Regions from separate parts of the Mus musculus genome. Here regions 1 and 2 are each linked to region 3. A link is a contact called in public Hi-C data. All regions are on one chromosome and are shown on one strand. The core of a region is the stretch at or near the end of the contact, and the rest is flanking DNA. Distances in the headings are between cores, read along the strand shown.

Evidence for each region. A called contact is a pair of places that touch in the nucleus more often than the background predicts.
Region 1: a contact with region 3 is called in a Hi-C map of uterus, with 2.9 times the contacts expected there. The contact joins two enhancer-like sites. A contact is called at or near these places in 7 of 39 promoter capture datasets (the C10 cell line, the HPC-7 cell line, cranial neural crest and 4 more), 4 of 484 Hi-C or Micro-C datasets (bone marrow-derived macrophages, embryonic stem cells, macrophages and 1 more) and 5 of 115 datasets of contacts at active chromatin or transcription factors (embryonic fibroblasts, embryonic stem cells, fetal liver and 1 more).
Region 2: a contact with region 3 is called in a Hi-C map of uterus, with 4 times the contacts expected there. The contact joins two enhancer-like sites. A contact is called at or near these places in 1 of 39 promoter capture datasets (the C10 cell line), 2 of 15 datasets of contacts at CTCF or cohesin (the NIH/3T3 cell line and large pre-B cells), 5 of 484 Hi-C or Micro-C datasets (bone marrow, bone marrow-derived macrophages, natural killer cells and 2 more), 2 of 115 datasets of contacts at active chromatin or transcription factors (astrocytes and large pre-B cells) and 2 of 9 other capture datasets (bone marrow-derived macrophages and embryonic stem cells).

Annotation. Positions count from the first base shown.
Region 1 is chr10:83,160,618-83,163,739 of GRCm38.p6, reverse strand. All of the region lies in intron 2 of Chst11 (carbohydrate sulfotransferase 11), which reads right to left. Among named protein-coding and RNA genes, the nearest start is that of Slc41a2, 180 kb to the left of the region's middle. Within about 2 kb of position 1,464, at least 97 of the 459 cell types and tissues checked have an H3K27ac peak or open chromatin away from gene starts, as enhancers often do. A contact at or near this core is called in uterus, where this site is marked.
Region 2 is chr10:83,099,325-83,102,546 of GRCm38.p6, reverse strand. The region is part of intron 2 of Chst11 (carbohydrate sulfotransferase 11); the gene reads right to left. Among named protein-coding and RNA genes, the nearest start is that of Chst11, 120 kb to the right of the region's middle. Within about 2 kb of position 1,431, at least 49 of the 459 cell types and tissues checked have an H3K27ac peak or open chromatin away from gene starts, as enhancers often do. A contact at or near this core is called in uterus, where this site is marked.
Region 3 is chr10:82,947,555-82,950,664 of GRCm38.p6, reverse strand. No RefSeq gene overlaps it. Among named protein-coding and RNA genes, the nearest start is that of Gm33781, 14 kb to the right of the region's middle. Within about 2 kb of position 1,299, at least 4 of the 459 cell types and tissues checked have an H3K27ac peak or open chromatin away from gene starts, as enhancers often do. A contact at or near this core is called in uterus, where this site is marked.

The DNA of each region.
Region 1 (3,122 bases), core at 215-2,714, 210 kb before region 3:
CCATATCAGCCGGTGCTGTCTTATGGCTTCATCTCCTCACCTCCGTTCCATCTGTAATCAAGTTCCCGCCTGGAGCCAGGAGCTAGGCCAGAGTCCCATTGACCCATCAGGATCTGCTCAGAACTGGCCCCCAAGGGACCACTGTAAATACACATAGCAGCTAACGGCTATGGAGGGGCACTGCCCCGAACACTTGTCACACGCCACCCCACGGATCCTCAGAGCCATGCCCTGTTGGGCAGGGAAGTGAACTAGAACCAAGTCAGGATGTCGTGGAGGTTGTGAAGAGCACACAGCAATCCTGGCATAGAGGCGACTTTGCCAGGACTCACCCAGAGCTGGGTGGGTCCCCTAGAAAGGTGTGAACCGGGGAGCGATATGGTCCAACATGTGCTAACAGCTCTGGCTTCAGCAAGGAGGTGCTTAAGTGGGAGAAAGACAAATTTGGATGAATCCAGCCCAGACTGAATGCCAGAGACTGCAGTGGCGGTGTGGGGAGCCATGTCCAAGGCCTCTATGCATAGCTGAGCATATGGCCTGGCAAGGGGGGGGATCAAAGTGAGGCTCTAAGGGGGTTCCTGTGATAGCTGGGAAGATTGGTTGGGTTGGCAGTGTGGGGATGGAGTGGGGCTGATCAAGGGTTAAGGTATGTCACATGTGCGGCTCAGGAAGATGACAGGAGGCAAGGCGAGAGGCCAGGAGGCTGCTGTGGAGTCACACACATACTATGGACAGTAGGTAGCAAGGACTCATTTGCTCCTGGATCCAAACTGCATCTGCCCTGAACACGATGAAATCAATTCATGGGACATTTATATCATACTCAGTGGTACTGGAAAGCTCGAGACTCTACAGGAGGATGTGTGTAGGTTCTATGCAAATATAATTACATTTCATACCGGGGACAAGTGCTTCTGTGGACTTCAGTATCTGAAAGGGTCTCAGAAGCCACCCCCATCAAATAAAGGAACTACTGTTTTCTGTGTCCGTCTGTCTTTATTCGAGGTGGAGAAGACACAGACAGTTACAGGGGAGACAAGGTTTTGGCCCTGTTGGTTATGCAGGGACAATGGCCTAGGGAGGGCCAGATGATTAGGAAGGGGCTGGAGGGGCTGAGGCCTGTTGTCCTTTTTATCATCCCTAAGGACTTGAGGAAGCCATGCATCCAGGACGTCAGTGGGAACAATCACCGGGCTGTCTCCCCTGCTACCTCAGAGTCAGGCTATTCCCAGAAGGCAGTACTCTGAAGTTGTGGGTTTAAGAGGAGGCTTGAGGCTCAGTACAAGGAAGGGGGCAGGTTCCCATCAGATCGGAATTGTGTCCAATCGCCTGGGATCCATTATCGATTCTTGTGACCTACTGTCTGCCCTGGGAGGAACATTGAAATTGGACTGTCAGAGCTAGCCTAGCCAAGATGAATAGCAGGAGAGCAGTTAATGTTTCCAGCATGCTTGAAGACATTGTGCAGGGCAGGGAGGAACTGGGCAAGGGGCCCAGGGAACAGGCGAGAGACATCTGCCCCACTGGCTGGGAGCCCTTCAATCACTGGGGCAAAGAGCTATCTGCTCCTTGGAGCTTCTGAGGGGCAGAAGGATCCCCCCAGCGGCCCAAACACATGCATCTTCTTACCGAAGTCTGAGGCTGGGCCCGGGACACACCCCTATACCCTAGCTTCCACACCTACAGGTTAGGGCTGTTGTGTAATCGCACAGCATTTTTTTAATTCAGCAGAACAGCACACACCAGTGCTTTGTAAGCACTGCTAGCTACTGTTTTAACTTATTAAGCTTCTAGAATGTGCTGGCCTCAACTGAAGCGAGGCTGAAGTTAACACGATCATGGGGGGTGGGGGTGGGGCTTCCTGTGATAGACACTCCCTCCACCACCAGCCTTTGAAAACTAGATCCGGCATTTCCTGAGGCCATAGGTGATACAGGCCTCTAGTAACAGCAGAGGCAGGCAGATCTGAGTCCGTCAGTCTGGACTGCACAGCGAGTTCCAGGCCATCCAGAACTATATAGTGAGACCATGTTTTATAAAAAAAACAAAAACAAAAAAACCTGGTTTCTAGAATGAACAGTGACTTTGGTGACCATATTACAAGGTGTCTGGAACAGTGCACATGGCCCATCGAGGTGTGCCATCTGGCTTCCATGAACAAGAACCTCTGAGTCCCATTCTGACCCCCAAGTCAAGGTGAAGTGGGCTTGGGAAATTCTGAAAATCTTTGACTGGAGATGGCTGATATGCAGGGTCACCTTGTCATCTGTCTCACCAGTGTTCGGAGTATGGGGCTCCACAGCCTTGCCTGACCCCACCTGAACCAAATACACTGATGATGCAGGTCGTGGCTCCCACATCCCAAGGTTGGTCCTGGAAGTGCCTCACCAGCAACTCAGGGATATCGACTCCTATTCATACTCATGTGTGAAAGATCTGGACCCCTACAGGGGCTGCCATTGCCCCAGACTCCTCAGGCTTTTGTGGAATGGGAAGCCCCCCATCCCGCTCCCCACCACCTCCATGCCACTCTTCCAACGGGTGAGCTTCATTCTGGGCTTGCAGGGAGCACGGGTGTTTGGATTTTAACATCAGTGCTGCTGCTGCTGCCGCCTTCTCCTCCTCCTCCTCCTCTTCTCCTCCTCCTCCTCCTCCTCCTCTTCTCCTCCTCCTCCTCCTCCTCTTCTTCCTCCTTCTGCTCTTCTTCCTCTCCCTCCTTCTGCTTATTATTATATTATTATTATTATTATTATTATTATTATTATTATTAAACCAGATCTTCAGTACTGATGAAATGAGACATGTCTCACTGTATGAATAATTTTGGGGGGGCACATCCAAGGGCTCACCTGCCCCTTTTGTAGAGAGAACCACGTTAGAGCAGGGCCCTTCCAAGCAGGGAGATGGAGGTTTACATTCCGTTGTAGCAATTACTAGCAGGTTAGATTCGGAGCAGCTGTTCCAGGACTTTCGAGCCTCAGTTTCTCCATTTTGTCAGATGAGCGTTGAAGGGAGTCCCTGGGGGTTTTATGTAAGGGCCTGACCAGGGCAGGCATCTTGTGCTTCCTGCTTGACCAGGTCCTCCGATGACCCTTTCAAACCTTACAGCTGCTGAGATCAGC
Region 2 (3,222 bases), core at 182-2,681, 150 kb before region 3:
CAGGGCTTTCATCGAACCTGAAGCTCACAGATTCTGTAGGACTACAGGCCAGTGAGGTGCGGGAATCCTTGTTTGCCTACCTCCCCGATGCTGGGATTGCAACACAGGGCACCACACCAAACCCCACACCTACGACACCACAAGACACACGAAACGCCAGCTTTCTTTTTAACCCCCTTCTTAAAATCAATGTGATAGGGATCTGAATTCAGGTCCCTCATGCTTGTGTGGCAAACACTGCCCAACCAAGCGTCTCCCTGGACCTTGTTTGTTTAGACACGGGGTCTCCTGTAGCCTAGGCTGGCCTCAGGTTCCACAATGATAACTTTCCATTTCTGAACCCTTTGCTTTCCCCTCCCAAGGGCTGCGATTACAAGTCTGTACCACCATGCTGTCGTTCCTGCAGAATTGGGAAGCAAACCCAGGGCTTTGTGCCTTGTCTGTGTGAGTTAGCCTTGCCGCTCATTCGCTCAGCTAGCAACTATGCACAGCTTATACAGAGCCAGCGCTCTCACCAACAGAAGCCCAGTGAACCCATTACTAACCAGGGCCACAGACCCTCTCTGGATGGACAGCTCAAGGCCTGGCCTGCCTGCAGCCTGCTCGGGCTTGCTCTCACTGGCAGGTCCCTCCTGTTAATGAGGGGACAGACCCAGAACTCTCCATCAGCACCACTCTGCCAACACCAGTACTGGTAGGGCTTTACCAGAATGGAAGATGGCTGCCAAACCACCTCCATTGACATCTGAAGAACAAGCAGAACACGGAAATAGGCCCTTGTGGGCAAGGAACATGAACCAAAAAGAAACTTACACATGGTTACTATGTCTGGGCCGGGAATGCTCAAAAAAGGAACATCTAAAAACAGCTGCCTAACATTTTTATTTTTATTTTAGGAAACAAAAAAAAGTTCCAAACCCATAGAAGTGCTAGCTTCCTGCAACTTCCCTGAGTCAGACATTGTCTCTAGCCTCCGCAAACACACTCTTGGCTTGGGAGTGCTCAGTCTAGCTCAACAAAGTGCCTGTGTGAGTCTGAGGGAGAGTTAGCCAAGCCAGGAAGGGGGACTGTACTTGTAGGCTCCCTCTCCCATTTTTTTCCCTGAATCCACCCACTGGGGACAGAGGTATTCTGAGGACCCTATGGGAAGACTTTAAAGTTAAAAAAAAAATACTGGCTGCTAAACTTGGCTGTATGTTATGCTATTGTTCTGAGGACTTCAAAGAAATCAGCTCATTCCATTTTGGAACAACTCAGAGATCTAGAAACTGACAGCACCCCTAACACACACACACAGAGACACACACACACACTTTACAGATTAAGAAACTGGGGCTCAGGGAGATTAAAAAGAGTACCCCGAATTCCCTTACCAGGGGCATCTGGCTTTACCAAGTCTTAACTGCTGTGTGACACAGTGTGGTTAACTGAGGTTAAGTAATTCATTTCCGGTTTCCAGATGAGGAAATCAAAGCCCCGGCCCCGGCACCGCCCCCGAGATCCTGAATTCCCTCTCAGGTGGTCTGGTCCTGCCAGTGACAGGAAGAGTTAGAGCCCGATGGAGTTAGAACCTGGGCTCCAATGCCCTCACCTTCAGTTAAACTGTGCTGTGGAAGACCTGTCATCGTGGCTGGGTGGCTGGTAGGAAGGGCACAGCGAGGGCTGTCACACCCCAGGTACTCATTCTTTTCCAGCCTGCACTTAGGCTCTTAGAGGGTCATGCACAGGCCCCAGCCCCAGTGCAGAGGGACTCTTCTTCCCTGAACCCCAGAGCCCTGGCTAGTTTTATATCAATTTGACACAAGCTAGAGTTGTCAGGGAAGGGGAGCCTCAAATGAGAAACTGCCTCTCTAAGACCCAGCCATAGGCAAGCCTGTAGGGCATTTTCTTAATTAGCGATTGATGCTGGAGGGACCAGCCTTTGTTCCTGGTGGTCCTGGGTTCTGTAAGAAAGCAGGCTGAGCAAGCCATGGGAAGCAAGGCAGTTAGCAGTGCCCTCCATGGCCTCTGCATCAGCTCCTGCCTCTAGGTTCCTGCTCTGCTTGATTTTCTGTCCTGATTTCCTTTGATGATGAACTGTGATATGGAAGCATAAGCTGAATAAACCCCTTCCTCCCCAAGTTGCTTTGGTTATGGCGTCTCATCATAGCAATAGTGACCCTAACTAAGACACATGTGTCTGGTCACATGCTGAGCTCACAGGACCCAGGAAAAAGCAGCTGTGTTCAGAACCTCAATACCTCATATTAGATTTTGAATGTGAAATGTCCACAGTAGGCTCCTGAATTTGGGTACTTGGTTCCCAGCTGGTGGTACTATTTTGGGGGGTGGGGTGTCTGTGGGAGTTTTAAGAGATGGGGCCTCACTGGAGGAAGCGAGTAGTTTTCAGAAGACAGGTCTCGAAGTGCAGTCTGGCAGGGTTTCCAGCCAAACTATCCCCGCTTTCTGTCTGACACCCAGATGTTATGAGCCAGTGGTACCTCCAGCCACCATGCCTTCGGTGGCCGCTTGATAGGCAGTATCTCCTAAATTATTAGAATAAATGAGAAAGGTACCTAATTCAATGCACACTGAAGAGTCCCTGCCAATGCCTAGCTAGGAAGCCAGCTAGGTTCCAGACACACAAGACACAGTCCCTTTCCTCTAGAGGGCTCTTTACCTCAAGAAGCCAGTGCAAATGACCCAGGGACACACCAGTAAGCAATGACAGTGATGTCACTTCAATGGCCACATGGTCCAGTACACAAAATTGATTCCAGACAGCGTAAGGAAATCAGAACACAGACTCCCTTTGGTTTTTTGTTTGTTTGTTTGTTTTTTTACCAATGACAGGTAGAAATGATATTTTGAGAGCCTTGGGCTGGATAAAACATCTGATTAAAATGTATTTCACCTGTTTGCTTTGTAGCTCTAGGCTAACAGAAAAATCTCCAGAGGAAGAAAAGCAGGAAGTGTTTCCCAATGGAGGGCGCTTCTGAATGAGCAGCAGGAGCAGCAGCAGCAGCAGCAGGAGCAGCAGCAGCAGCAGCAGCAGCAGCAGCAGCAGCAGCAGCAGCAGCAATAGCACATCACGCAAACAAGCCTGGCCTGCCTGCCAGGTGCCCAGAACTCTGTATGTTTTCAAACGTAAGTCTGAAAAAGCTAAAACCTTTGCATGTTTTTTTTCATTCCTATTTTATAAGCAAACTCTCCAGTGTTGAGAAACATGTAGCCGCTTGCCTG
Region 3 (3,110 bases), core at 50-2,549:
GGCCCAGGCTGCTGCTGGGAGCCATGTCTGGATTCGTGGTCCTATGGCAGCCGGGATCTGTTTTGATGTCCCAGGCCTGTTTTAGCACCAAAGATCACACGGATGTTCCTGGTTCGGGCTGCCAACTGAAGCATTTGGGCTAAGCTGACATAGCCCCTTGCCTGGGCGCCACAGTAGAGCTGACCTTGGCAGCCCCACATGGGTAAGGGAGAAATGCCCACCTTCCACCTCCTATCCCTCACCTCTGGCAGACAGATGAACTGCAATGGAAGTCGGGAAAGTGAGAGAGCTGGCCCCGCCCCTCACTGTCTGCAGCACTTAGGCTCTGCTCCTCACCTCACACATCACCATAGAGCTGACCCTGGTGGCAAAGGCATGAGGGGTGGGAAGAGGTGAGCTAACCCGGAGGACCTGAAAGAAGGTCCGTCCCCTAGCTGGCTGCTGCCTTGGGTGAGCATTGTCCTGGCAACCTCGCCATGGTGATAAAGGCACACAGCTACCTCCCAGGCCCAGATGCAGGGCTTTGAGTTGGCCCACCCCAACATCGACCCCATCTATGATCTGCTGGAGCATTGTGTAAAAGCAGGTCCTGCAGATCCCAAAGCTGCATGATCTCCATGACACAGGTCAACAGCAAGATATCGGAGAGGAGTCTCAGTGAGGATTCAGTATTGATGTAGTCGAAGCTGGAGGCCTCAAACCAGACCAGTGTCTCATTGCAGTCAACATGTGCAAGTAAAGACGTGTGGCCAAAGGGTAGACTGTGGGACACACTGTGACACACTGCAGCTTCCAGAAAGACTCTTTCTTTTATTCTATCTTATTTTCTTTTCTTTTGGGGAATGGGTAGGAAGGCTGGAGGGTGGATATGAAGAGGAGAGATGAGTGAGATTGGGGTATGTGATGTGAAATTCACAAAGAACCAATAAAACATCTTTAAAAAAAAAACCCAAATCACCATCTGACCATCGCATAAATGCACACTCAAAGACACGTGGTAAATAAATTGTATTTTTACAATTGTAGAGCTTGTGAGATGGCTCAACGAGGAAGGGTAGTTGCTGCCAAACCTGGTGACCTAAGTTAGGTCCCTGGGACCCACAGAGCAGAAGGCAAGAACCTGCCCACAAATTACCCTCTGACCTCCATACACATGTGCCACATACGCACATATAAAATAAATAACTTTTTTATTTTAAGAAATGTTGCAGACAGAGTCTAGGTTGGCTCTCCTTGAGACAGGAGGATTATCCGGAGCAGGAAGAGGCAGAGAACACATGTGATCACGAGAGCAGGGTCACGGTGACCTGATAGAGAGAGAACAACTTGACCCATTCTGTCTGAAGATAGAGTCAGAGGGGTGTGAGCTAACATGCTGCCTTTCGAAGCTTCTCCTCAGAGTCTGGAGATGTAGCAGGCCTCCCTCCACCTTTACAGTCCTGTCAGAATGTGTCTGGCTGCGTGTCTGAAAGATACCTCAAGCTGGCCGGAACAATAAAGGCACTGAATTATCTGGAACAAGGACATGTTCAGTGGCAGCTCAAGGCAGGAGCCTGGAGAGACTTCCTGTCTCTTCCCTCAGTCACCCTCAGCACGTTGCTTCATGGTAGCAGTTCCAAGTGTCTTGTCGTTAAGCAACTACATTCTAAGAAAGAGATAGGGAAGGGATGGGAATAGAAAATTCATGGCTTTTGTCGGGATGCAAAAATTTGTCCCACATAGAATCTCCATGTCAGAACTCTGTCGTCGCTGCTCCTAACAGCAAAAGGGAGATGGGGAATACAGTCCTAGGCAAAGCGCCCTGCTCAGTTTAGCCCAATCACAGTTTAGGCCTGTGTTTGGGGAAGGACCCACTGTCCTCAGATCTAAGGACTTTCCTGGAGCAAACTCAGGTTCCATGTTCTGTTAGCAAAGAACTGGGGTAGGGAAGAGGACAAAAGCATATGTGCCACACATAATTACGTACACATCACATACGTGCTTTCTGATTTTGGGGGGGCCCTGCTTGATCATCTCCTGAGCGGGACTGCTCCATGGACGGCCACACAGTCCTGTGTCAACAGACCGTGGCTTTGGCCACCTTAAAGGAGAGCTGGCCCAGGGAGAGGAATACAGATCATGAAATGAGAGGCTTGGGTGCCCTTCAGCAACTTGATTCCAGGCGTGGCTCAACTACAACTCACCCTTAAGGGCTCGCCTTTCCAGGGTCTAGTGCTCATGGGCCACTCAGTCAGTTGGCTTTTGGTCTGCTACTCCAGCAGGAGTCCTAGGTTGCTTCCCATACCTCCCGCTGAAGAGAAGCCCACCCTCTCACCTTGAGTCTACTAATCATAGACAAACCCAGTCTTCACATCATCCCTGGTTTGCCTGGGCCTCCTTCGCTCTATGTATGCACCTGCCTCTGCGGCTGGGTTATGAAGGTCCTCGTAGCACAGGGCTCTGCATTACTGCCATTTCCTGGTAAATGCTCCCAAGCACTGGCACCTCCTCTGAGAAACAGGACAACAGTGTACCTTGGGTTCTCACAGCTGCTGTACCAGCTTACCAATTACACTAGTGGCTTTGAGAAAAATGCTCCTTTTCTTTGACCCTTACAGCGAAGTTAGAAATCTGACATGGGTCTCTGTTCACATTCAAGATGAAAGTCTGTCCTTAAGGCTCACAAGATCTCCAGACATCTCACCAACACCATCATCCCAGAAGCCCCTGCTGCTAGGATCCAGCCAGCCACTCACCTTCACCACTTCCTGTGGAGGCAGACCTGGCATCTGCGCCTACTGTTGATAAGCCACTCACCCTCTGACAGAAGGTCCGAACACTGACTGTATCACTGGCTGGGTACTGTTCCCTCTGCAGTACCCAAAGGAATGTGGCACAATTCGGTTACTTGGGGGATATTAAAGAAAAATGTCATGAGAGACTTTTTCCAAGTTCTCTAAACTCTTGTCTTGTTTTTAAGATTTGCTTATTTGTGTTGTATGTGTTTGGCTGTTTTTCCTGCATGTATGTCTGTATATTACATGTGTTCCTGGTACCCACTGATTCCAGGAGAGTTACAATTGTAAGCAGTCGTGTGGGTACTGGGACTAGAACCTGGGTCCTCTGGAAAA